Regions from separate parts of the Mus musculus genome. Here regions 1, 2, 3 and 4 are each linked to region 5. The links are chromatin contacts, called in public Hi-C, HiCAR-type and Micro-C maps. All regions are on one chromosome and are shown on one strand. The core of a region is the stretch at or near the end of the contact, and the rest is flanking DNA. Distances in the headings are between cores, read along the strand shown. Region 1 holds the start of Cst3 (cystatin C). Region 2 holds the start of Rrbp1 (ribosome binding protein 1). Region 3 holds the start of Nxt1 (NTF2-related export protein 1). Region 4 holds the start of Mgme1 (mitochondrial genome maintenance exonuclease 1). Region 5 holds the start of Ralgapa2 (Ral GTPase activating protein, alpha subunit 2 (catalytic)).

What was found. Hi-C and Micro-C count contacts between places; a contact is called where the count stands out from the background. HiCAR-type assays count read pairs that join an accessible place to other places.
Region 1: a HiCAR-type map of astrocytes shows a contact between it and region 5, with 2.6 times the contacts expected there. The contact joins the promoter of Cst3 here to the promoter of Ralgapa2 in region 5.
Region 2: a Micro-C map of embryonic stem cells shows a contact between it and region 5, with 9 times the contacts expected there. The contact joins the promoter of Rrbp1 here to the promoter of Ralgapa2 in region 5. A contact is called at or near these places in 1 of 39 promoter capture datasets (pre-B cells), 2 of 484 Hi-C or Micro-C datasets (CD4 T cells and embryonic stem cells) and 2 of 9 other capture datasets (adipose tissue and liver).
Region 3: a contact with region 5 is called in a Hi-C map of CD8 T cells, with 5 times the contacts expected there. The contact joins the promoter of Nxt1 here to the promoter of Ralgapa2 in region 5. A contact is called at or near these places in 4 of 39 promoter capture datasets (the 3T3-L1 cell line, hippocampal neurons, liver and 1 more), 3 of 484 Hi-C or Micro-C datasets (CD4 T cells, CD8 T cells and muscle stem cells), 2 of 115 datasets of contacts at active chromatin or transcription factors (astrocytes and thymic regulatory T cells) and 2 of 9 other capture datasets (adipose tissue and liver).
Region 4: a Hi-C map of CD4 T cells shows a contact between it and region 5, with 8 times the contacts expected there. The contact joins the promoter of Mgme1 here to the promoter of Ralgapa2 in region 5. A contact is called at or near these places in 1 of 39 promoter capture datasets (erythroid cells) and 1 of 484 Hi-C or Micro-C datasets (CD4 T cells).

What each region holds. Positions count from the first base shown.
Region 1 is chr2:148,872,349-148,876,867 of GRCm38.p6, reverse strand. It overlaps Cst3 (cystatin C), which reads left to right and starts at 1,356. Exons shown (of 3, transcript NM_009976.4): 1 at 1,356-1,715; 2 at 3,938-4,051. The coding sequence starts at 1,491.
Region 2 is chr2:144,009,306-144,014,122 of GRCm38.p6, reverse strand. It overlaps Rrbp1 (ribosome binding protein 1), which reads left to right and starts at 2,860. Exons shown (of 24, transcript NM_024281.2): 1 at 2,860-3,124.
Region 3 is chr2:148,670,006-148,674,652 of GRCm38.p6, reverse strand. Nxt1 (NTF2-related export protein 1) reads right to left here and starts at 2,038. Exons shown (of 2, transcript NM_019761.6): 1 at 1,818-2,038.
Region 4 is chr2:144,268,607-144,272,867 of GRCm38.p6, reverse strand. It overlaps Mgme1 (mitochondrial genome maintenance exonuclease 1), which reads right to left and starts at 1,964. Exons shown (of 5, transcript NM_028984.5): 1 at 1,796-1,964; 2 at 384-953. The coding sequence starts at 888. Snx5 (sorting nexin 5) reads left to right here and starts at 1,966. Exons shown (of 14, transcript NM_001199188.1): 1 at 1,966-2,167; 2 at 2,409-2,491. The coding sequence starts at 2,441.
Region 5 is chr2:146,508,979-146,513,367 of GRCm38.p6, reverse strand. It overlaps Ralgapa2 (Ral GTPase activating protein, alpha subunit 2 (catalytic)), which reads left to right and starts at 1,364. Exons shown (of 41, transcript NM_001033348.3): 1 at 1,364-1,574. The coding sequence starts at 1,469.

The DNA of each region.
Region 1 (4,519 bases), core at 107-2,606, 2.4 Mb before region 5:
GCAGTACTATAGCCACCAGCATCAGCAGTTAGCAGATGTGGAAAGGGGGGTCAGACTGAGTGAACATTGGTCCTAAATGTTACAAATATACACAGACTCTAAAGGATTACTATACACATTAAGGAATATAATCTGTTTCCTTAAGAGTTATTATTATATATTGAAATTACATTTGATAGGTTAAATAAAACGTATTAAAGACTTCAATATTTGGGTTTTGTTATCACTGATTTGTCTGTTTGTTTTTTAACAAGAGGGTCTCACTGTGTAGCCCTGTCTTCTCCTCCTCCTCCTCCTCCTCCTCCTCCTCCTCCTCCTCCTCCTCCTCCTCCTCCACCTCCTCCTCCACCTCCTCCCCCTCCCCCTCTCCCTCTCCCTCTCCCTCTCCCTCTCCCTCTCCCTCTCTCCCTCCCTCTCCCTCTCCCCCTCCCTCTCCCTCTCCCCCTCCCCCTCCTCCTCCTTCTTCTTTTTCTTCTAAGATTTCACTGTGTAGCCCTTGCTGGCCTGGAACCAGAGATGTAGACCAAGCTGGTCTTGAACACAGATCTACCTACTTCTGCCTTCCATGTACTGGAATTAAATACATGCGCCATCATACCCAGCCTCATACCGTAGTTTTTAACCTGTCTACTAGGAAGCATAAAAGACACATGGGTTCATCTTAGATGGATATACTGGGCAGCCTGTTACAATATCCATTCGGGGCTTGGCCTCCTGTGGTATCTCCAGGCCCTAGAGTGGCCTGGTCTAGGAAGAAGCCTAGGATGGTTTCTTTAAGGATAATGAGTAGTTACACAGAATGCTGCACACTTCCCCACTCCCCCAAGATCAATTTATTTTCCTTTGACAAGTATCTTAGGACAGGGCCTTCAGGAAAATGAAATAATAGCCCTGCTCCGAGCATTCCCACATAGTGACCCTGCTCTCCATCAAGTGATCGAGGCTGAACTTTGAAGATGCAGGAAATTAAAGACTCGTTGCCCTTTTCCTTTCTGGAGAAACAGGGTTCAGATGTCACTGGCATTTTAGGGTCCAGAGAGCAATGACCAACTTCTCTGGTGAAACCACACTTCATGAAACAGGGAACTTGGAGTAAAAGGGGAAGCTGTGGAAAAGGGCACAGAAGAGGAACTGGTAAGAACAGAAAGCTAAGAGTGAAGAAGGAAGGGAGAGGCGGGGCAGGGATGGGGGAGGGGAGGCTCAGCAGGGAATGGGAATCTGGCAGCTCTTTAAGAGGTATCTGACCTACAAGGCAAGAACAGACTAGCAGCTGACTGAAGCAGAGGGAGGGCGGGGCCGTTCGGAAGAGGAGGCGGGGCCCGCTAGGGGGCAGACGGAAAAGGGAGGGTGGCCGCCGGAAAAGGAGGAGCCAGGAGAGGCGGGCGGGTCCCTAACGCTCGCATTTGGGTAAAAGTCGCACGGAGTAGCAGCGTCTGTTCTGCACCAACTCAGAGTCTTGTTGGAGCTTTATCCCTTTGTCCTAGCCAACCATGGCCAGCCCGCTGCGCTCCTTGCTGTTCCTGCTGGCCGTCCTGGCCGTGGCCTGGGCGGCGACCCCAAAACAAGGCCCGCGAATGTTGGGAGCCCCGGAGGAGGCAGATGCCAATGAGGAAGGCGTGCGGCGAGCGTTGGACTTCGCTGTGAGCGAGTACAACAAGGGCAGCAACGATGCGTACCACAGCCGCGCCATACAGGTGGTGAGAGCTCGTAAGCAGGTACGTGTCCCTGCTGTCCCCTGCTCTCCCGACGTCTCCAGGCCGCTCCCACCCAGGCACCCCTAGCTAGGGCGCGGTTTGCATCTGCAGTTGTTAATCAACACCTTTGCTTCTTATGGGAGCGGTCCTCTCTCTTCCTTTCTTCTCTGGTCTACTCATTGTGTTAACATTCATCTTTTGTTTATTCTGGAACTCAGAAGAGCCCAGCGGGTGGGCCTCCTAGCTCTGTTTCCAAAAGGCCACCCAGAGAAGGTACTAAGGATGTAGGTCAAACGCTCCCTGGGCGGAGCTCACCTCCCTTAGCCGCCTGGGGTCAATGTCAACTGCTAATGATCTGGCTTCACTTAATCGCGCTACTTGAAACTCATTCTGACAGACGGCAGATTTCACCCCATCCTTCCAGTAAACACTTGGCCATGTTCCAATCTCCTTGCTCTACTCAGGAGCACGTGTACGTGGGTGTGTGTTTATAGTCACTTATTTTTGTGTATACTTTCAGAGTCAACACTTCCGGAAAACAAGGGCATTCTCTACATACCCAAGATTCCATTTGGAAAATTGGGAACCCACGAACACTCAGGTCCTTCACTCAAAGTCTCAGTTTGCTGGTCTCCACTATGGACTCTGCTAGCAAGGGCCATTTCTATCCAGTCTGGCAGCCTGTCTTTTTCTCTGAGCACTGCCTGTGCTGCCTTGCTGTTTTGGTAGCACTGTAGAATGGTCCAGACAGCTGTGGTGATCAGTCCTGTACCACACAGTCAGGCTCCCTTCAGCCATGACTCGGTTTGTGATGGGTGAACCTCAAAGCTAAACAACCCCTTGATGCTGCAGCCGTATTAGCTTGTACACAGTGTGGCCAGGGCACATTTCTCAGAAGGAGCCTCTATCCTTAAGGGACACATAACTGTGTAGATTGGTGTCTGAGTTTCTTGGCTGTCATGTTGGTGCAGGTCACCAGGCAGGTCCCCTTGTGTCTTCTCAGAAGGTGCTGTCTAGTTGTTCTAAGAAGCCTTGCTTCCCTCTTCTTGTGGCCCTGGAATATCCTCGGGATATCCCTCAGGGGTTTTGCTAATTACCCCCCAAGATAGCTCTAATCACCCTCCACCCACTGAGTAGATGGACAGACTACCTTAGACTTAGACTCTGACAGAGGAGCTAGCTGCAGGAGCTGCTAAAGCCCCAAAGTTGACCCAAAGGAAGCCCAGGTTTTAGACGACAAAGAGTTGTATGCCAGTGTGTAGAGCTCATTTCTACCTTCTCTTGAAAATACAAACGAGTTAAATCCTGCTCCATTTTTTTCTCCTGCTGCTGGGATCAACCTTGAGAAAACTCCACTTCCCAGCTGCCTTGGACCTTGAGGGCCAGTGCACCTCTTAATTGTGGCAACAGATGGAGCAAAGTATAAGGAGTTGTAGGTTCTTTGGTCTGCAGGTCTCCTTTAACTAGTAGGAAAATCAGGACATTCTCCCAAATCCAGAGCTGTTTTTGGTCCTGCGGGGCAATCAATACACAGAGCCCTGTACCCCTCCACCCCGACCTATGTCCCTCAGTTTGTGCTTCCCATTTCTGACAAGTTGATCTGGTGTGCCCCATTATGGGGAGAGGGATAAGTGCTATTCTTAAATTGCAAATGGAAGACCTACAGGGAAATGACATGCTTGAGAAAATTCTGGAGAGTCTCTCTGAAGGAGAAATCATTTAAGAGTGCTCTTCCCTCTGACTTGAAACATCCCCGTGTGTGAAGCATCCCATGTCCTCTTGTCCCTGAAAGGAAGGAGTCCTAGGTAAATAAATATGTTCTCTCTAGGCTGTGTATGGGGAATGGCTGGCTCTCCACCAGTGCTGTCGTGTCTGAGCCTGAGGAGCCACAGTCAGCAGAATTGAGTTAATCCCACACTGCAGCCCAGAGCCTTTGCTTATGCTCAGAGAACAAACCTAGGCTCCTAGAACAGCCTTCCCTACTCACAGAAAGGTTTGTCAGTGCTAGCTTCTGCCTTTTGTGTTCTGCTTCTCCTCTTAGTCAGCTACATATGACAACTTGTCAGAGTTGCTCAGAATAAAACAATTGCCAACAGAGCCTGGGGCGCTTGTCTGTGGGTGAGATTTCTGGCTGCCTATGAATCCAGGCATAAGTCCTAGGTAAACACTTCGGGTCTGTGATGGAAGGCAGCTGTGTGGAAGTCACTTGACTGCACTGTTCAATCCTGCTCTTCTCACTGTAGCTCGTGGCTGGAGTGAACTATTTTTTGGATGTGGAGATGGGCCGAACTACATGTACCAAGTCCCAGACAAATTTGACTGACTGTCCTTTCCATGACCAGCCCCATCTGATGAGGGTAGGTACTTGATATCAGCCTAAGGGCAATCGTGCAGGCAAAAGTTAATAATGGTGATTCATAAATGGATACAGGTGTTGGGCACATGTATGTTCATGCCAATGCAAATATGTATCCCTATAGGGGAGGGGTTTATTTGCACATGATTAATTGCTGAATTAATTTTTCCTGGGAATTGGGCTATTGATGTTCAGTTATCCCTACTGAGCTAGAAGCAACTGCAAGTATTCTTGCTGGGGAGAAAGGCTCTTTTTAATCCTAGCCAGAGCCACCTGCCAAGACCACATGAAAGAGAACAGAACCTATTTAATGGTTGGAGTCTTCTGTGCCTCTTCTACCATGTCTGCAGGGATGTGACACCATGGTTGTGGTGATAGCTACATTTTCCTTATCATCCTTCCCTATACCTTTGCCACTTTTAGAGATGTGTCCTATGCCTGGGCTTCTTTCCTGGTGGCCCTCTTAGTA
Region 2 (4,817 bases), core at 1,611-4,110, 2.5 Mb after region 5:
CTTCTTGCCTTTGCCTGACAATACTTTCTTTCTCTACTGATGGAGGTGAGTTAGACTCTCCCCCTGCTGAAGAGCCTTTTAGCCAACAAGTACAAAGAATGGGTAATGAGTAACCAACATCTTCATCCCTGTTGAGGAGAATCTCTGGGGTGTATTCTATAGGGTTTTGCTGCACCCCCCAGTGACACAGGCCCTGGCTGTTCCCACCCCACAGTGGCTGCTTGCTTGATACCATGCTCTCTCTGTTGGTTCTTCCCGTCCCAGTTCTCCATCAACGTTTCCCAGATCATCTCCCCCCCCCCCAATGAACTGCAGTCAGCCCTTTAACCCACAGTTCTACAGCCACAGATTTAACCAACAGAGGTTCAAAACTACTTGGAAGACACTTGTCTCTGTATTGGGCATGTGCAGGGCTTTCTCCCCTGTCATGGTTCTCTAAACAATACAGTGTCACAACTATTTATATAGCATCACATTGCATTAAAGGCAGTGTATATCATCTAGAGAGGATTTGAAGCATATGGGAGGAAGTGCAGAGGCTCTATGCAAATCATTTTATATGAGACTTGCCCATCCCCAGACACCGCAACCTGCTATAGATGGTCCTGGAACTAATCTCTGTCAGAGAGTGAAGGACTACCGCATCTGAACCAATTCCTCCTGCCAGGATCGGCTTCTGGGAAAAATTAAAGACAAATAGTGAACCAAGATGAAGAACAACCCTGCCACAGAGAAGTCTTTGGGCCCTTGGTGGATTTGGGTATCACTTTAGGCTGCATGCTCAGCCTGCAGTCTTCCCTGGACACTAACAAACACGACTGAATGGATGAATAAATGTTCTTACTTATCCCCACAAGAGAGAGTAACTGTCTTACAGTCCATTTATGCCCAGGGAGGTAAATGCCCCACCATGATCCAGCCAGACTGGCTGCTAGCAACTGCTGACCAGAAGCTGGGATCCTTAATTTTATTTCAAGTGAATCTCAGCTCTGGAAAATGACTGAGTGTGGAAAGGTGATCTATAGTGATTCCTGCTGATTAATCATTAATTCCCTAAGACACTGAGATTCAAACCAGAAATAAATAGTTTAGTTTCAGCCTAACCCCTCTGTATTCTCTCCTTGCAGTTTTACTATAGACCAACAGCTGTCAAGTAGCAATGGCCAAAGGGGTGCTCACAGAGGAACTGAGGCAGGAACTCTGCAGCCACAGAGGCTGGGGCAGGTGTAGTCCTTTGGCCTTTTAGAACACTAAATCTTAGAGGCTGGGGAGGTGGCTCAGTGGGTAAAGTACCTGCTATGAAGGCCCTGAGTTCAAATCCCAACATGAATGTGAACACTCCAGGTGCCACCTACAATCCAGCACTGTGAAGATGGAGACCGTCACTCACTGGTCAGGCAGCTGAGTTAAAGGAGTGGGCTCCAGGATCATAGACAGACCCTGCTCGAGCAATAGAGAGAGAGATATGCCTGATATCAAATTCTGTGTGGACTCGAAAGGGGGGTGGGGGACAGAGGAGAGAGACCAAACTTCATTTCAAAGAGGCTGATCTTGCCTCAGGCTCAAAGGAATAATTTTAAGAGCTGCAGTTAAAATGGTTATAACCTAAACTTAAGCTGGCATGGTGTTTCATGCCTTTAATGCCAGTACTCAGAAAACAGAGGCAGGAGGAACTCTGTGACTTTGAGTTCTAGGCCAGCCTGTTATACAAAGCAAGTTGTGGGACAGCCACATAGTGAGACCTTGACTCAAAAAAAAAAAAAAAAAAAAAGAAAAGAAAAGCACTTAAAGTTAAGTTATTTCAATTGAACTTGGTTTTGAAGAGAGGCTTTTGTGTTGATGAGATGGCACAGGGAAACTACTTTTAAGTACTTTCTATGCAATCTGACTGAGTTTTGATCCCTAGAAACAGCCATGGAAGGAGAGAATCAAGCAGAGAGTTGGTGCATGGTGGCATATGCACCCCTCTTCTAAGTAGGTGTTGGTTGTTGTTTTTTTGTTTTTATAAAGGGGTAGCTGGCTAATATTTGGAGTATCACTAGATCAATTTCCTGGGTTGCTATCATATTTTCTTGGGCCAAAACCTCATGGTCCCAACATCTGAAATCAAGTGTCACAGGATGGATGTAACTCTGCTGTGTGATTTGTACAAGGACAGTATATTATTCTGTTTAGGGAGTGGCTTTTCTTATCAAAATTTCCACCTCTATTTCTTTTGTTCTTTCCAGGTCTTCCACCTCAATTCTCCCACTTATTCAGTAAAATATGGAATGCAGAATGCAGTGCCTTTACGGATAGATAAGGCCCCATCCTCCCTGCTCTGACCCTTGCAGAACTCTTCTTTAGACCCAGAGGCTGGTGCTTTGTGTGACGTTATTTGGGTTTAAATAAGGCATTTTCCCAGTTGTTCACGGTTTGTGCAGTCCTCCTGAGGGTAACATTCACGGCCACCTCAGCCCGGCAGTGTGGAGGAAAAGAGCAGCCTGCGGCCAAGGGGATTCGAACCGCAGTCTATCGGCCTAGGCGGAGCCAAATCCGAATAAGCGGTGGCGTGGAGAGCGGAGGCCTGGAGTGGGCGGGACCGGCAGAGGACCTCCCTAGGTGGGCGGGGAGTTAGAGACCCGCCCCCGCGCAGAGCTGAGAGTTGCGCTGCGCGGCTCCGCCCCTCTTCGGCCCCGCCCCCCGCGGCTCCCCGCAGCTCCTCCTCTCTCTCATTGGCTGAGACGTAGACCCTCCTTTTTGGCCAATGGTCGCCACCGCGGCGCGGCCGTCCGCGGTCTGATTGGTCAGAGGCCGGCAGAGTGGCGGCTAGTGAACCAATAGGAAGAGGCAGCTCGATGAATGGCTGGTCCGGGTGGGGAAGGCAGGAGGCGGCGATCCCGGCGGAGGGGGCCGTTCGCCAGCTCCGAGGCAGAAAGTGCCACGACTCCACACACGCGCACGCAGCCAGCGAGCGGCCGGAGCGGACGGCGGACGGGGCGGACGGCGCCAGGGTCGCAGTGTGTGCAGCTGCTCAGGGGCGGCTTCTCGGTGGAGGCTCGGCCGGCTCCCCTCTTGCGGTTCCGCGGCGGCGGCGGCGGCTGCTCTTGCCCTCTCGCTCTCCCTCTCGCGTCTCCCGCTGCAGGTAAGAAACTTGGCCGGGCCCTGCAGCGGCGGCGGCGGTGGAGGCGCGCGGGCTGGGCCGTCGGGGCGCCGGGCCGGTCGCGCCGCGAGTGACACGTCTCCTCGGCGGCCCCTCCCCCGGCGGCGCCGGCCCGCACGCCCGCCCTGGCGGTAGCCGCGGCCCCTCGAGTGGGACGGAGCTGCGTGTGCCAGGCCGAGCCCGTGCAGGGGCGTCGGCCGAGCGCGCCCCTCGGGGTGGATTCCCCCGGCCGGCAGGCCAGGAGCTGCGGCGGCCCCGCGGCACGACGTGGCGACCCCTCCCTCTCGGCCGGGCCGTCGGGCCGGCCCGCGCGCTCCGAAGTTGGGCTAAGAAAGTTGGCGGCGGGGCGGGGCGGCGCACAGCTGGCGGAGGAAGGGGTTAAGTTTCGGGAAGCCACCGGATGACGTTGCCGGGCCGGAGTCCGGGCCGGAGGGGGTTGGGGGGGCGGAAGGCGGTGGGCCGGCCTGGGACGAGGGCTGAGACTGGATTGGCGACGCGGGGGCCCAGAGCCCCGGGCTGCGGGCTGTGGCCACAGGACACGTCGGCAGCCCCGACGGGGCGGGCGGGGGCCACAGGGCTCGCCGCGGGTGCCGTCCGGGACTGGCCGTAGCAACTTCCCGGAGTACGGGATGAGGCTCCCTGCTCCCCCTGGCGGCAGGGCCGCAGCACCGTTTCACGGCGGGTCCTCGCGGAACCGGCACGAGGGTGCGGGACCTGGCCAGGGTTGGGGCCACCCGGGGTCCTGCCTGGCGTCTCTTTCCCGCGCCCATGATTAGTGGACCCGTGGTGCTAGGCCTGGGCGGAAGTCGGCACCTCCGGCCCGGCGGGCCAAGCGCCCTGGCACTGGGCCCGCCGTCTGTCCCGGCCCGCCAGGCTCCCCGGCAGTGCCCGGGGAAGGGAGGCCGGTTGACCCGGGCTTACTGCAGGCTGTGCAGGATGCTTCAGAGACTCTTTCCCGTAGGTGTCACGCTTCGTCGACAGTTGCTAACCAAATGCTTTCTCTCAGAGGTTTCCCATTTCCCCATCTGAGAGACAGCAGTGGAGACCCAGCACGTGTAGGGAGTAGCCAACTGGTATTGACTGTTCTTGTGGGATGTGTGTTTAGGGACGTGAGAGACAAGGGAACAAGGTGGAGCCTGGCTTGCACTGCCAACCACTGCAGAAGTCGCACACCTGGATTCCAGCCCCATGAACACCGGAGGGTCATGTCTCCTAACCTCTGAACCTGGGGTTTCTTTATCTCTTGCCTGAAGATAGTACCACCCACTCACCACTGAGGTCAGGGGAACTGAGCAGGAAGTGTGAGATCTTGTGCAAAACCGAGGGCAATTTGGCAATCAGTCCTCAGGTCAGAGGTCAGGACTGGGAAACACCAAGGAAATGAAACTTGGATGGATCCCTAGAGCCTCCCACATCTCTGTTTGCTAAGCTAGCAGTTCATTTGCTTAAAGCCTAATGGTGGGGGTTGGGGTCCTGGGTTGAATTTTGTGTAAAGACTCACATTGTAGGCTGAAGAATTGCACATTGGACACAGCCCTTCACTTAAGTATTCTCTCACCATCCACACCACTTCCTTACATTTTTTTTTTCTGTTATTGTTTATCTTAACTTCCTAAACCTAGAGAAATTTCTGGGATTTGCTGGGGGTTGTCATAGAAATGTGTTAATGAACTTT
Region 3 (4,647 bases), core at 789-3,288, 2.2 Mb before region 5:
CACCTTACAATGGGTTTTAAAATCCATTTATAATTATTAAAGTACATTTGATACCTGAAGTCTGCTTTCCTAAAAGCGTGGATAGGTGTGACTGCCCCTAGGCAACCAGGGTGTGGCTCATCTTAGTAAAACCTGTGTCTCCCGCTGTAGAAGTGAGTGGTTACTGACCCAACAAAGGAGAGCAGGTGCCTGTATGGGAAAAGACTACCATGAAATAATCCAACAAGGACCCAGAAGATGCAGGGAATGGCATATTTCTCAGGAGAGTGGAGGACAGTGGTTACAATGCCCATAACAAGTAAACCCAAGACTAACTAGAATTTATGTCTTCAGCATTAATGGCCACCATTTAAGACCAGCAGGGCCATGACACCATAGCAGAAAGGCTCTAGCATTCAAACAGTCTCAGGGAGATTCCGGAAGATCACAGTTCCTTAAAACATTAAAGTTCCATCACATAAGCAGCATGGCTTTTCTTTTTACAACAGGAATGGCTGCTAATTTTTTCTATGGTTAACTATTTCCACTTAAAAGAACCTAGTACTGATCAATATTACTGAAAATAGGACACAAGTAATTTATATTATTTGCCAATTTCCAGAAACAGGGTCTCTACAGAGTAAGCTTAAAACTTTAAGCTGTGAACACATGCTTTTTCATTTCAAGAGCCTTTATTATTTTATTGAGACACGTTCTCTCTATGTATTTCTGCCACTTCTATGTAGACCACACTGGCTTTGAACTCATGACATCCGCCTCTGCCTTTTGTGCTGGGAATAAAGGTGTGCACGACCATGCCTGGGCCAACATTTTTTTTTTTTTGGTTTTTCGAGACAGGGTTTCTCTGTGTAGCCCTGGCTGTCCCGGAACTCACTTTGTAGACCAGGCTGGCCTCGAACTCAGAAATCCGCCTGCCTCTGCCTCCCAAGTGCTGGGATTCAAGGCGTGCGCCACCATGCCCGGTTTCATTTTTTTAAGCTTATCAGTTTATGAACGATGGATTCCACACAGAGCAAGGAGGAAGCTGGCCCTATAGATGAATTCGGAGCCAGCTTGATACTGCTCTTGCCACTCTCTCACCAAGGTCCTCCGACTCAACAATCAATCTGAAGTGCTGTTTGCTTAGTAGTTTAGGTACATTCCCTCAATCATCATTGCACAAGTCACTGTAACAACTTTACAAAAAGAGTTACAAACTTACTTGCTTCATTCTACGGAAGCAAGGGAGTCAGAGCTATGCTTACTAAGTTCCAGGATTTTTTTGAAAGCAGTTCTATATGAAAACAGCTCTAGGGATGCTGGCTTAACAATGTTCTCCAAGGTAACCATATTTCTCTGTCCAACCACCTCATCCCCACTTCTTTAGGCCACAATGCTTCGCCCTAACATTGGTCACGCCCCCAAAGATGATCACCCCTATTTCTGGTCCTCAGCTACCCACAGAACCCGGTCATCTTTCTCTCTTAAGGAGAGAGCAGTACGACCGAAACATAGTAGAGTGAGAGTCAGAAAGATGCTCCACTCCCATGGTTCATACTGTAGTTTCCTGGAGTTGGACCTCAGAAACGGCAGCCGTGCCCCGGGCCTCATTTCCAGCTGGGAGTCGCTTCTTACATCCCCCGGCCCCAAACTGCTGCTCTCCTCCGGGTATGGCAAACTCACCGCCACGGTTCTGCACATAAAAAAGCCTGATGCCAGGTTGCAGAGACACCACGTGGAGGAAAGGACAACATCCATGTCTTATTGAGCCTAAGAAAAGGGAAGAGGTCCCTGGTGCCGCGGCGTTGCCAGACGGCCAGGCAGGAGCGCTCACTTACCTGCTCGATCTCGGTCAGCGCCGCCAAGGCGACTCGGTCCCGGGTTCCGCCCCGGTCGCGGTCCCGGGCCAGAAGAGTTTCTCTCCTGTTCTCCTCTTCCTCCCAGAGGCTCCGCCTGAGAAGCCGACGTCCAGGAGGCGAGGAACGGTTAAGCGCCGGTAGTGGCTTCCCGCGCGCCGCAAGCTGCAATGTGCGCAGGCGCTAGCATCCCGGTTCCCGTCGACTCCCGCCTCCCCGCGACGGGCAGCTACGCGAGCCAGTAGAAAACTTGGCTCCGCCCAGGTGTGGCGGCAAAGACAGTGTAGGTTCCGGGTTAGGCACTATCCTAGAAGATCCGGTTGAGGGAGCTCTGATTGGATGTTGTGGAGAGGGTGGAGTCAACGCGCTTAGCTGTGGAAGGCTTGGTTAATAAGAGATATCTGTCTTTGCTAGATCTGGCTCCCTTCTTCTGTGTGTGTTGGGATGATATCTTGTGGAGACTCGTGAAGCTTCAACGTGGAGCTTCACTGGTTGATGCTAACTAGGGAGACAACAGCATGGCTTCAATAAGGCTCTGGACTGAACCCAGCACATAGACACCCGTAGTGTAGGAACCCGGTGGAAGGCTAAATCTGAGAGTCTGTGGAAGTCCTTGTGGTCAAATATGGTCAAATATCTTAGCTGAGCGCACCCTTCCTAAGGTGAAGCTACTTAGAGTTGACAAGCAGATGAACTTATAAGAGAACAAATTTTAGTCTAGTGAGAACTGAGGTCGAAGAGGCGGGCAAGGGGACAATGGTAGTTGACTTTCTATGCAGTGCAAATTGAGTTTCCTGCTGGCTCCAGCTGCGGCGCAGTACCACCTCATTTAAGACACTGAATTTGTTTTAATCTGGAGCTGTCTAGATACCTAGCATAGAAATGGAGCCATTTCGCGTGGGAAATTGGGAAACTGCTTCGTGTATCAAAACCCAAAGAGCTAACTTTGCTGAGACCTGATTCTTTGCTTCATCTGCCCGGCTAGGAGAGCTGTTTGTAAGTGGCTTTGTTCAATTAAGTACTTTAATCTGTATTTTGTTACCAACCTCTCGGCTCCTTTTGCTCATGTTACTAAGGGAACATTTGTTTTTAGATTTAAGAAACGAGAATGGCTGTTCAATATAGGTCACTTCCCACTGGAGTTAAGTGAGTGAAAAGTTTTCATTATTGAAAGAATTAAGTTGGAGTCTGAGTTTCAAGGATGAATAAGTGCCTTTGGAGCAGTAGTTACACAAAAATATGTAGTAAACCTGGGGATAAAGTAGTGGTAGGTCCCAGGACTTTTCCTGAGGGAGAACTTGACCTTTATTCTTTCAGTAGCCCTTGAATTTGGGAGATTAGAGATGCCTCTGATTCTAAAGGACTGGCCACTGACACAGTTGAGCGTATTCGTCAAGGTTCTCTAGAGGATAGAATCTCTCTCTCTCTCTCTCTCTCTCTCTCTCTCTCTCTCTCCCTCTCCCCTTCCTCTCCTCCACCCCTCCCCCCTCTCCCTCTTTCTCTCCCCTTCCCCTCCCCTCTCTCTCTCTTTCTCTCCCCTCCCCCTCCCCCTCCTCCACCATTCCACCACCCCCATATTAGTCAGGGTTCTCCTTGCCTCAATCTCCTGGCATTAAAGGTGTGTACTACCTTGTTTAGCCTAAACTTTTCATGGCCACTATGCCCCAAAATCTCCATGCCAAGATGCAGGTTAGAAACTTGTGTCTTCCAGCCTCAAGATCTGGATCACAGGTGTGTCCTCCAATTCTGGATTGTAGTTCATTCCAGATATAGCCAAACTGACAACCAGGAATAACCACTACAATCCATCCCTTGTCAACTTGACATAAATAATATCTCATGTCCAGACCGTCAGTGAGTGTTAGGACTGTCACCTTCAGTGTATGTGTGAGTGTCTGTGTAATGGTGGTTGAACACAAGGCCTGCTCAGCATGCTAAGCAAAATCTTTGCCCACTCTTCAATTTTGGACTTGGCAGTTTCTAGAGTCAGTGTTGAAAGCTGGGCATACACATAGTTACTTGCAGCTTCAGCACTGTGTCTTTTGGGTATCATCAGTGTGATTGTGATGTGAGTTTGCCTACCTGGTAACCAGCTGCCTCCTCTGTAAAGCACGAACACTAATAATATTCTTGGGAAGAGCTTCACATGGGTCTCTGTCCAAATTAGCATCCAGAAATAGAACTGAATTATGTTTTATACTTTATGTACACAGTAACTTCATTTGCCAACAGTCCTAAGGAAATGATTGGCTTTTACATTTGGAACAACCATATGACAGATCGGTGGGATTTGTTACCCAATCACATGAGCAGTTTTGGTAAATGATCCTGGCCTAAGCAGCTGTGGAGCGGTGTTCCCATTTGCTACATGGAGCCAGACCAGGAGGAAGAAGGACACCATCTGGTCCACACACAGAGTTGGGCCTGATTTATAGATCTTAAAATCTGTCAACACGCTTGCTCTCCTCCCCTACTGTCAGTGCTGTTCCCTGGGATAGAATTTTAACAGCACGTTTTCAAAGCAGCTCTGTGACTTGAGGTCAGTGTAGTGTCTGGGCAGCTGTGTGTCAATTACACTGCCACCTGAACTGCATCTGTTTCTTCTTGTCTCTTGACCTGGGCAGGCCCATCTTAGTTCTGGTGGGCCAGGGTGATCTGAGGCTGTGTTTCAGTGAGCTCATTTAGGGACTGAACTGTGGGAGGCTATGGTGGGCCATGGAAGATGTACAGTCAATAATGCCAGATAGTGTTTTATAAAGTCTATCCTCTGCCTTCTCGATTGCCAAGGAAAAGAATGTAGACACCTGAGAAT
Region 4 (4,261 bases), core at 715-3,214, 2.2 Mb after region 5:
GGACTTCTGAGTTCGAGGCCAGCCTGGTCTACAGAGTGAGTTCCAGGTCAGCCAGGGCTAAACAGAGAACCCTGTCTCGAAAAACCAAAAACCAACCAACCAACCAAAAAAACCCTAGACTTTTGTCAAGAGATGGAAAAGAATTGATAGGTTGTTTATAAATTATGCAAGTTTGTCAAATAATTTGATCTCTGTTATTTCCATTTCTTTAAGTGTGAACTACAGTTAATAGTATCTACGAAGATTAAGCAAATTAGCAGACATGAAATGCTATTTGAAAGTACTTCCTCAGTAAGATTTTTTTTTAAGCTCCATTCTTCTGACAGGAATGCTCTATCTCCTAAAAACCAGTGACCACACATAACCAGAAGCAAGATAATTACTTGAAGTATATTCTGCAAACCCGTCTTCTCCCAGCTCCAGAACCATCCGCTCTTTCCACCTCTCCAAAAAGAAGCTCTGTTCAGGTGGCATGGTCTGCTGAAGGATGCGGGTCACACTGGGTATCGAGTTCCTTTGCAAAGGGATCTTCAAAGGGCTTGAAGAAGCATCTGTGTGTGGTTTCCCGGTTCTCTCTTCATTGAAGATAGGAAAGCAGTGTTGTGGGACTCTGGCCTGTGGCTCCGGCTCTGCAGCCTTATGCTTACTCACTGGTCCATACAGTACATCATCTTCCTTGAACAACGACTCTGGAGTCTGGGCCGGGCCTCTGGACAAGACAGAGCGTACTAAACGAGAGTACTTCGCTTGGTCTACTGCTTCGTAAGAGTTTTTCTTCTTCTGGCTACACAAATAAGAGAAAGTGGAGAAACTCACAGGAGGGCTTGCTTTTACAGAAAATCTGTTTAACCTGCTAAGCAGCCTGCAGAAGGTCAGAGGCAGTTTCATTTTTAGACTTCGCCCCTCTAACTTTTCTCTAGTCTGGAAAGTTTAAAAGTGTGTTCTGTTCGTATCTGAAAAAAAAAAAAAAGTGGTGTTAGGTTTAAGACATTTTCTATATTAAAACCATCAAATTGAAAATCACACAAGAGCCGGGTGTGGTGGCGCACGCCTTTGATCCCAGCACTTGGGAGGCAGAGGCAGGTGGATTTCTGAGTTAGAGGCCAGCCTGGTCTACAAAGTGAGTTCCAGGACAGCCAGGGCTACACAGAGAAACCCTGACTCAAAAAACCAAAAAACAAAAACAAAAAAACCCACAAGAACATTAAAAGTGCATACACTAAACTTTTGACGTTTCCAAAAAAAAAGAGAAAATCATTCCCAAGTAAGATTCATGAAAATTGTAAGTGGCTTTTGTTCAATGTTAATGTGTTGGCCGTTTCGGATATGACACCTTAAATCTGAATGTGACAAGGCCTGGAGGCATAGACCAGGAAACTTAAGTTACTTGGGTGGCTGAGGCAGTATGAAATTGAGATTTTGGGTTAGCTTGGCTTTGTCTCTAGAAACAAAACAACTACAATCTGCCCCCCCCCAACAAATTCACAAGTCTTAATTAACAGTTAAACACCTACATCTACATACCAAACTCTTACTAAATATTCTGTATGGGCATCGCTCATCTATTCCTCACGCCGCCCTTTAAAAAGTGGGTGCTACTGTGACCTCGTGGTCCAGACTCGGGACATGTCGCAAGTGGGTCTGCACAGCCCATCCAACGTTAATTCCAGAAAATGATCTCTGCAGGTGTCTCCCATGGCTGCGACAGGACAAGCGTGGCCCTTCGTGCCCGAGTTTGGATAGGGAAGAGAGTATTTAAATAGAAGGTCGGTCAGCGGCAGGGTTCTAGCTGTACCTGAGATGCCACCACGCTGTAACACCCAGCCCGCAAACAACCCTCTCGGGACCCGTACTTTCATCGGTCCCGCGCTTTCCCAAAGCGAGGCGGCCCCAGCATGCACTACGGCGTTCCCGTCGCACCTGTGAGGCGCCATCCCCTCCACGCCCCCGAAGCAGAAGCGCGGGCGCCGTCAAGCCGCGCGTTGTCGCGCTCACGAGATCTCGCGCACGTCACCGCCGCTCGCCATCTTGGACTCTGGCTGAGCCATAAATTGCCCGGGCCGCGGTGCGCGTCCTTTCTCGAGGCGTGCCTCGCCGGCGGAGGGTTCGGAGCCCGCGTTCCCGTCGCGGCCCTCCGGTGCTGGTGTCCGCGTGGCGCGGAGCGAGGGTAGGCTCCCCGCGTAGCTTCTATTGCCCGGCTCCAAGATGGACGGCCGCGGGGACGGGGGAGGCCGCACTGGGGGAGCACGTGGCGTGCCGCTCGCTGGCCTGCGCCCGGGGCTGCTGGGATGGTGGCGGAGTCCCGCGGCCTCCAGCCGCCGTCCGGCAAGGAGGCCGGCGGAGGCGGGGCCGCGGCCGCCCCTGAAAGGCGCCCCGGCGGCGGCCCAGCCTCTTCTTTCCTCGCACAGCCACACGGCCCCTGCTCGAGGCCCGCGTCGCCATGGCCGCGGTTCCCGAGTTGCTGGAGCAGCAGGAGGAGGACCGCAGCAAGGTGAGATCCCTTCCTCGCTCGCTACCTGGGCTGGAGGTTCCCGCCGGCCTCCTTGGGCTGGGTGGATCTTCTCTGGGGCTCGGACCCCAGCAAGATCCCGAGGTTTTCCCTCAACCACCCCTTTAGAGATGGCTTTCCAACGGGGTGTCTCTGCACGCTCATTCTCTGACCAAGGAGACCCAGACAAGTGGGACCCCACTTCTTGAGCTCTCGGTGGGAAGCTGACCGACGCTCTGCCAGTCATTCGACTGAGGCTAATCCTCTGAAGCCCTTAGGAGCGTGGTTTTTTTTTTTTTCTTTTTTCTTTTGCTCCTAAAACTTAAATCGACTACATGGTAATTGGAAAGTGGATCAAAGTTTCGTTTGCTATTCCTATCTCCTTTTAAGAAAATGGCCTTTTCGTTTAAAATAGTGGGGAGATTTCTAACGAGTATCTGTATGTAGCATGGTTTTTGCAACTTGGGAACGCTAAATGTGTCCTCGTGGGAGTTGTAATTTTTAGTAAATCCTGTGTGTTGATATAACCCTCGGGCTGCAAATATCTTGAGGACTAATGCAATAAACAGGGATTGCTATACGGGCAATAAAGGATTCTACTTTTATTGGCTCTTTAAACTTGAATTTTCCACCGCACAGGTAGGTTATGAGTCAGTTTTGTGGACAAAATCGTCAGTAATATGGGAGCTCTTAGATTTTAATAAGAGCTGAATTAAGATTTCATTTTAAGTACCTTTGAATGGGCAAACATTTTTTTTTTTGTTTTTGTTTTTGTTTTTCGAGACAGTTTCTCTGTATATCCCCGGCTGTCCTGGAACTCACTTTGTAGACCAGGCTGGCCTCGAACTCAGAAATCCGTCTCCCAAGTGCTGGGATTAAAGGCATACGCCACCACGTCCGGCGCAAACTTTTTATCTAGTAAGTAAATACCGGTCTCTGGCGCACCAACCAGTTGGATTGTTCCAACAAGGGTATTGTATTGAAATAGAGCTTTGTGCGAGGTGTTTTATTTCTTTTACATTAGAAGAATTAGTTTCTCTCCCCTGGCATATATAATAGGTACTAGGGGCAGGAGAGGCCCTGGTGGCTCTTTTTTTCCTCCTTTTTTGGTACGGAGCAGAATCATTTATGTAAAATGACTTGATCGTCTTTATTAACTGCTAATAGAATTTTTAAAAAAATGAGTTCACCATCACTCTGATAAGCAAAATTGGAGATGATCACAGTGGAGAAAACGACAACTTTGGCTTTCTCTTGAGTTAAAGAAATGTTGAGGTAAATGACTGGTTTTAGTACATGGTTTCGTTTGTGTTATCTGGTCTGTACTAGACTGGCAGATCACATCTGGATGGCAGTCATTTGAAGGGAATTTGGCAAGTGTCAAAGAACTGGAGTTCAACTTGGGCAAATTTGTCAGCTAATAAATTTTGCCATTTTATTTAAATGTTCGGATTATTTAGTTTGGAATTTCTATCAAAATGGGATTCTGGAAGTTGCTCTAGTGACTAGATTAGAATCTAAGGATTCTTCAGATGAGAATGAAACTCTGGGATTCCCTCTAACCCTGAGCTAGTGCTGAGGAGTTTGAATGCTAGTAAAGTTCCTTGGCAAGGTAAGGAGGCCTGAAAGGAGAAGTCTGATATCCAGACATTTTAATTACTATAAAGTCTTTTACCCCAAGGTGTTCTCTCCTTAAGATGACTTTAGGGTAGAATTGCATACCATATGTGTCTTACGTAGAAAGCCTGTGCACTGTTGGCTCCTATAATTTGG
Region 5 (4,389 bases), core at 115-2,614:
TCCTAGGCATGGAGATTACATCTCTAGGTCTGTGAGATTTCTGCTGTTAGGTGATCTGTCTGTAGTCTGTTTTGTTTTGTTTTGTTTTGTTTTTTTGGCTAAATACTGTTCCTTTGGGTATATCTTAGTCGTAGCCATGCTATTTTGATAACTCTAAAAATAGAATTTACCAGAACGGAGAAGTTTTTGCATGCTGAGTTGAAATGTGTAGGGCTGCTTTATCATCTTTTTTTTTTTTTAACTTAATGAGTTTATTGAGTGCCTGTAGAGATCAAATACCAAGCTTAATACAAGGGTGTGTACATTTCTAGCACTTTCCTCCACTAGAGAAAAAGACTCTTGGATTATGCCTATTTGGATGAAAAACATGTGATTCTAAGGTGCCTCTTTAGGTACTTGCTAATAAAGCCAAAATATCAAACCTTGGGGATCCAGATGATAATAAACAATTATATAGTCAGTTTTCTGGTAAGAAATCATTTGAGCATCTTCTGTCTTAAAGTCTTGCTTCAGTGAATAGGCATCTGGCCTTAAAAAGCATGTTGGCCCGAGAGTCAGGTCCTTCAGGTTCTATTTCTGGTTCTGTTATTGGATTGCTATGAGGCCTTGCATAACCCAGGAGCTCTATCCGCAAAGCAAGAGGCAAGACTGACCTCTGCACTTGAGATTGGGTTCCAGATGCCTTGGGGACTGAGTGGACCTCACTGGACAACAGGCCCACTCTTCTCTGCTACCAAAGCCATTTATTTACTTTAGTGTGAAATTAGAGATCAGATTTTGACATGGCCACACGTGCTTTGTCTTGCTCCTTAGTGTGAATCCAGAAGTAAAAAAAAAAAAAAAAAATCTAGAAATAGTTTTCAAAATTTAAAAGTCCTACAGCTTTTCTTACTTTGTGTGTGTCTGTGAGAGAGTGGGGGGTTGGGAGGGGTAGGTACGCAGGCCAGGCAGTAGAGGGGAGGGAGTGTGAGTTTCAAGGGTGGCATCTAGCACTCTGGAAAGCAGGTCGCTGCGCTTCGTCTTGTGGGGACTACAGTTCCCGGGAGCACTTGCGGCCCATATAGGGGCGGGAGCTCGCGGTCCTGGTCATATGGAAAACACCGCAATCTGATTGGAGGTCACTGCGCAGACTCGAAGCTGGGCGCGCGTCCCCGCGAGGTTCCTAGCCTCAGGCTCCTAGTGCGTGAACAGTCCGGGATGTGCGCGTGCGTCGCGCCGGAGGGCGGACCAGAGGCACCCGTGGGGCGGGGCCGAGGGTTTCGCATCGACACCGCCTTCCTGCCCCGCCCCTGACCGTTCGGCCCGCCCCTCCTTCCTGGAGCCTCCGCTGAGGCTGAGGCGGCGAGGCGGCCGGGAGGGGGGCGGCTTGTGGCCGGAGCGACACGCGCCCGTCGCGACCCTATGCAGTGACTCGTGCGGCGCAGGCGCCTCCTGCCCCGCCGGCGGGGCCCAGGCTTACCGCGGCGGGATGTTCTCCCGAAGGAGCCACGGAGATGTGAAAAAGTCCACGCAGAAGGTGCTGGACCCCAAGAAGGACGTGCTGACCCGCCTGAAGCACCTGCGGGCGCTGCTGGGTGAGGCGTGGGGCGTGGGCTGTGGGTCAGAGCCACCTGCCGGGAGGGCCGGGTCCCACCCGCGGCGTGGGCCTGATGGGGTCTCAGGTCCGAGTGATGTAGAGAGCTGGGAATGGTGCGCAGCCGACCTTTGCTAGCCTAGATCGGGACCCTTGAGGCATTGTTCCTGAAGGCTGTACGTTGGCCCTGGGCGCTGCTCTGTCGTCCCAAGTGTAAACTTAGCCAGGATTCTCTTTTGGGTGCCTAGCCTCGGGTAACCTCTGTGCCTGAGAGCAGGCACAGAGGTGACTATAAGCTGTCCTCTCCAGGAAATAAACCAAGCACAAGTGGGGCGGGCTTGAACACACACACACACACACACACACACACACACACACACACACACACACGCACACGCAGCCCTACCTCTCTGCCACCTCCTCTCTGCCACCTCCCTCTCCCTCTCCCATTCTAAAAATTTAAATTCTTGACAACTTGGGTTAGACCAATAGCTCATGTGGTCCCATCACAGACTTCGTTGAACTACCATCTCTCACTCACTCTCCTTTTAAAATGTTACTATGTTTGAGTGTAAGACTTTAGGTAGGATTGATTTCAGCTGACCCCAGGACAGATTAGATGTCATTTCTTCTCTCCTGCCCTTCTCTCTTTTAAATTTACATTTTTTGGGGGTTGGGGGAGGGAGGATGGAAGGGTCCGGCTGATAGCTGTTTCCTTGGGTCTTTGGTGTGAAGGGGGCTCTGATCAGAGGAAGCTAGGCTTTCTTTGGGTCCAGGGAGGCAGCTTCTCCCTTATCATCAGAGTGACAACCATTACTCCCTTTTGCCTTCCCTATTCATGGCCTGCAGGGTGGAGGTTCTGCAGAGCCCAAGTGGGCCTGGAATTGACTTGTGATGGCTTGAAAGCTCTCCCCTGTGGGTGTGAAGTGTCCACAGGTTATCTGATGCTGGTGATGTGTAGCTTGGCTAGGCTATGCATTAGTTCTATCTTCTGTCTGTCTGGACAGACTTATCTGTATTTGGGGGCCAAGGAAAAGACAGGTTTCTTCTACATATGTATACTGTTGAAACAATAATAAAAAATTAAAAACCCAGTGTTTTTAAAATTTTAGACCATCTGCCACTTGAGAAAATAGGGCACAAAAGAATTCATTTTATAGGTGAGAATTTTAAGCATTCTTGTTAATGAGATTAAGAGTTGCTAATTATTTCTATTTATATTGTGTAAACTATTTCTGAGTGGGGGATTGGCCAGCCAATCAGCCAACCAATGAACCAACCAAATGCAAAACTCAAAACCATGACTGTTGCCTCAAAACCTACTCCCTTCCCCCTCAAAACCCACCAGATTTTGACAACTGAAGTTACTATCTCAGATCCCCAGATATTACACTTAATGTGTTCAGTTTATAATGAATGTAAATCAGTTACTGTTAGAAGGATTAGTTTCTGGACTTCTGAAAGCAAAATGTGATGTTCTTGGTAAGTTGAACTTTCTCCTTCCTGTAGTGAAATGTCTAGGCACACAAGTGCTTTGTGTTGGGTCCTTAGTATCTGATTAGTTCCTGCTGCAGGGGCATTCTTGATAAAGGAGAACTGAACAGTATTTTAAGGCATTTGATACTTTGGAACTTTTTCTGTGCTGAAGAATTTAAACCTTTGTTCTGACCAAGAAGGCCAAGATTAAGTTGGCTACATTTTATAAAGACAGAAAACCTAGACCAGAGTGGTTTCTTAGAGATACACTGTCTTTGTTACCGTCCAGAGAAAATGGATACTTTCAGGTCTGAGTATCCTTAATTTCTCCCCTAAGGTGTGTGGCTCCTTCCAGGTGCAAGTGGCAGGGATAGGCTGTGAACCTGGCCAATGGCATCTCTTTATGATTTTATCTTTTTAATGTGTGTGTGTGTGTGTGTGTGTGTGTGTGTGTGTGGTGGGCTTTGTGCTAGTGAGTATAGTTACCATAGAGGCCAGTAGACAGATCCCCTGGGGCTGGAATTAAAGGTGATTGTGAATTGCTCTGAGGGACTACTGGGAACCAAATTCTGTATAAGAGCAGCAGGTGCTCTTAACCTCTGAGCCATGTCTGCAGCCTGAATCATCTTTGTATGTGAAAAAAAAATCTGTTTAAAATACTGTTTGCGGTGTAGAGTTCTTCCATATTTCATTAGGAATACTTTTGTTGTTGATGGTGGCCAAGTTTCCTTTATGTCCTACTGTGATCTTTAACTTTAGGGGCTCTTTTTTTTTTCAAAAAAATAAAAATAAAATTGAGGAATTCTATATACATGGTCTAGACCTAGGCCTCCCTGCTCATATGTAGCAGATGTGCAGCTTGACCTTCATGTGAGTCCTGAACAACTGGAACAGTATTCCAAAAGCTGTTGCCTGTATGTGGGATATGTTCTTCTAGCTGGGGTGCCTTGTCTGACCTCAGTGGGAGAAGTGCCTAGCCTTGTAGAGACTTGATGTGCCAGGGTTGGGAGGATACCCACAGGGGTTCCCACCTGCTCAGAAGAGAAGGGGAGGGGAGAGGGGTGAGGGAGTCGGGGGAGGGGGAGGGAGAAGGATTGTGGTAGGGATGATTGAGAGGGGGGCAGTGAACAGGAAGTAAAGTGGATAAGTTAAAAAAATTAAATTTAATTTTTTAAAAATTGAGGAGTTCTAGCCGTAATATTTGGTGTAAACTTTTGCTTTACAATAGTAGTTTGACGACTTTAAAGAAAACTAGTGCATTAAAGTATTAATTCCCACAGCATCAAATATTTTATCTGGTTATTACCTTTAAAAAAGACAAAGTATTATTAAACTGAAAG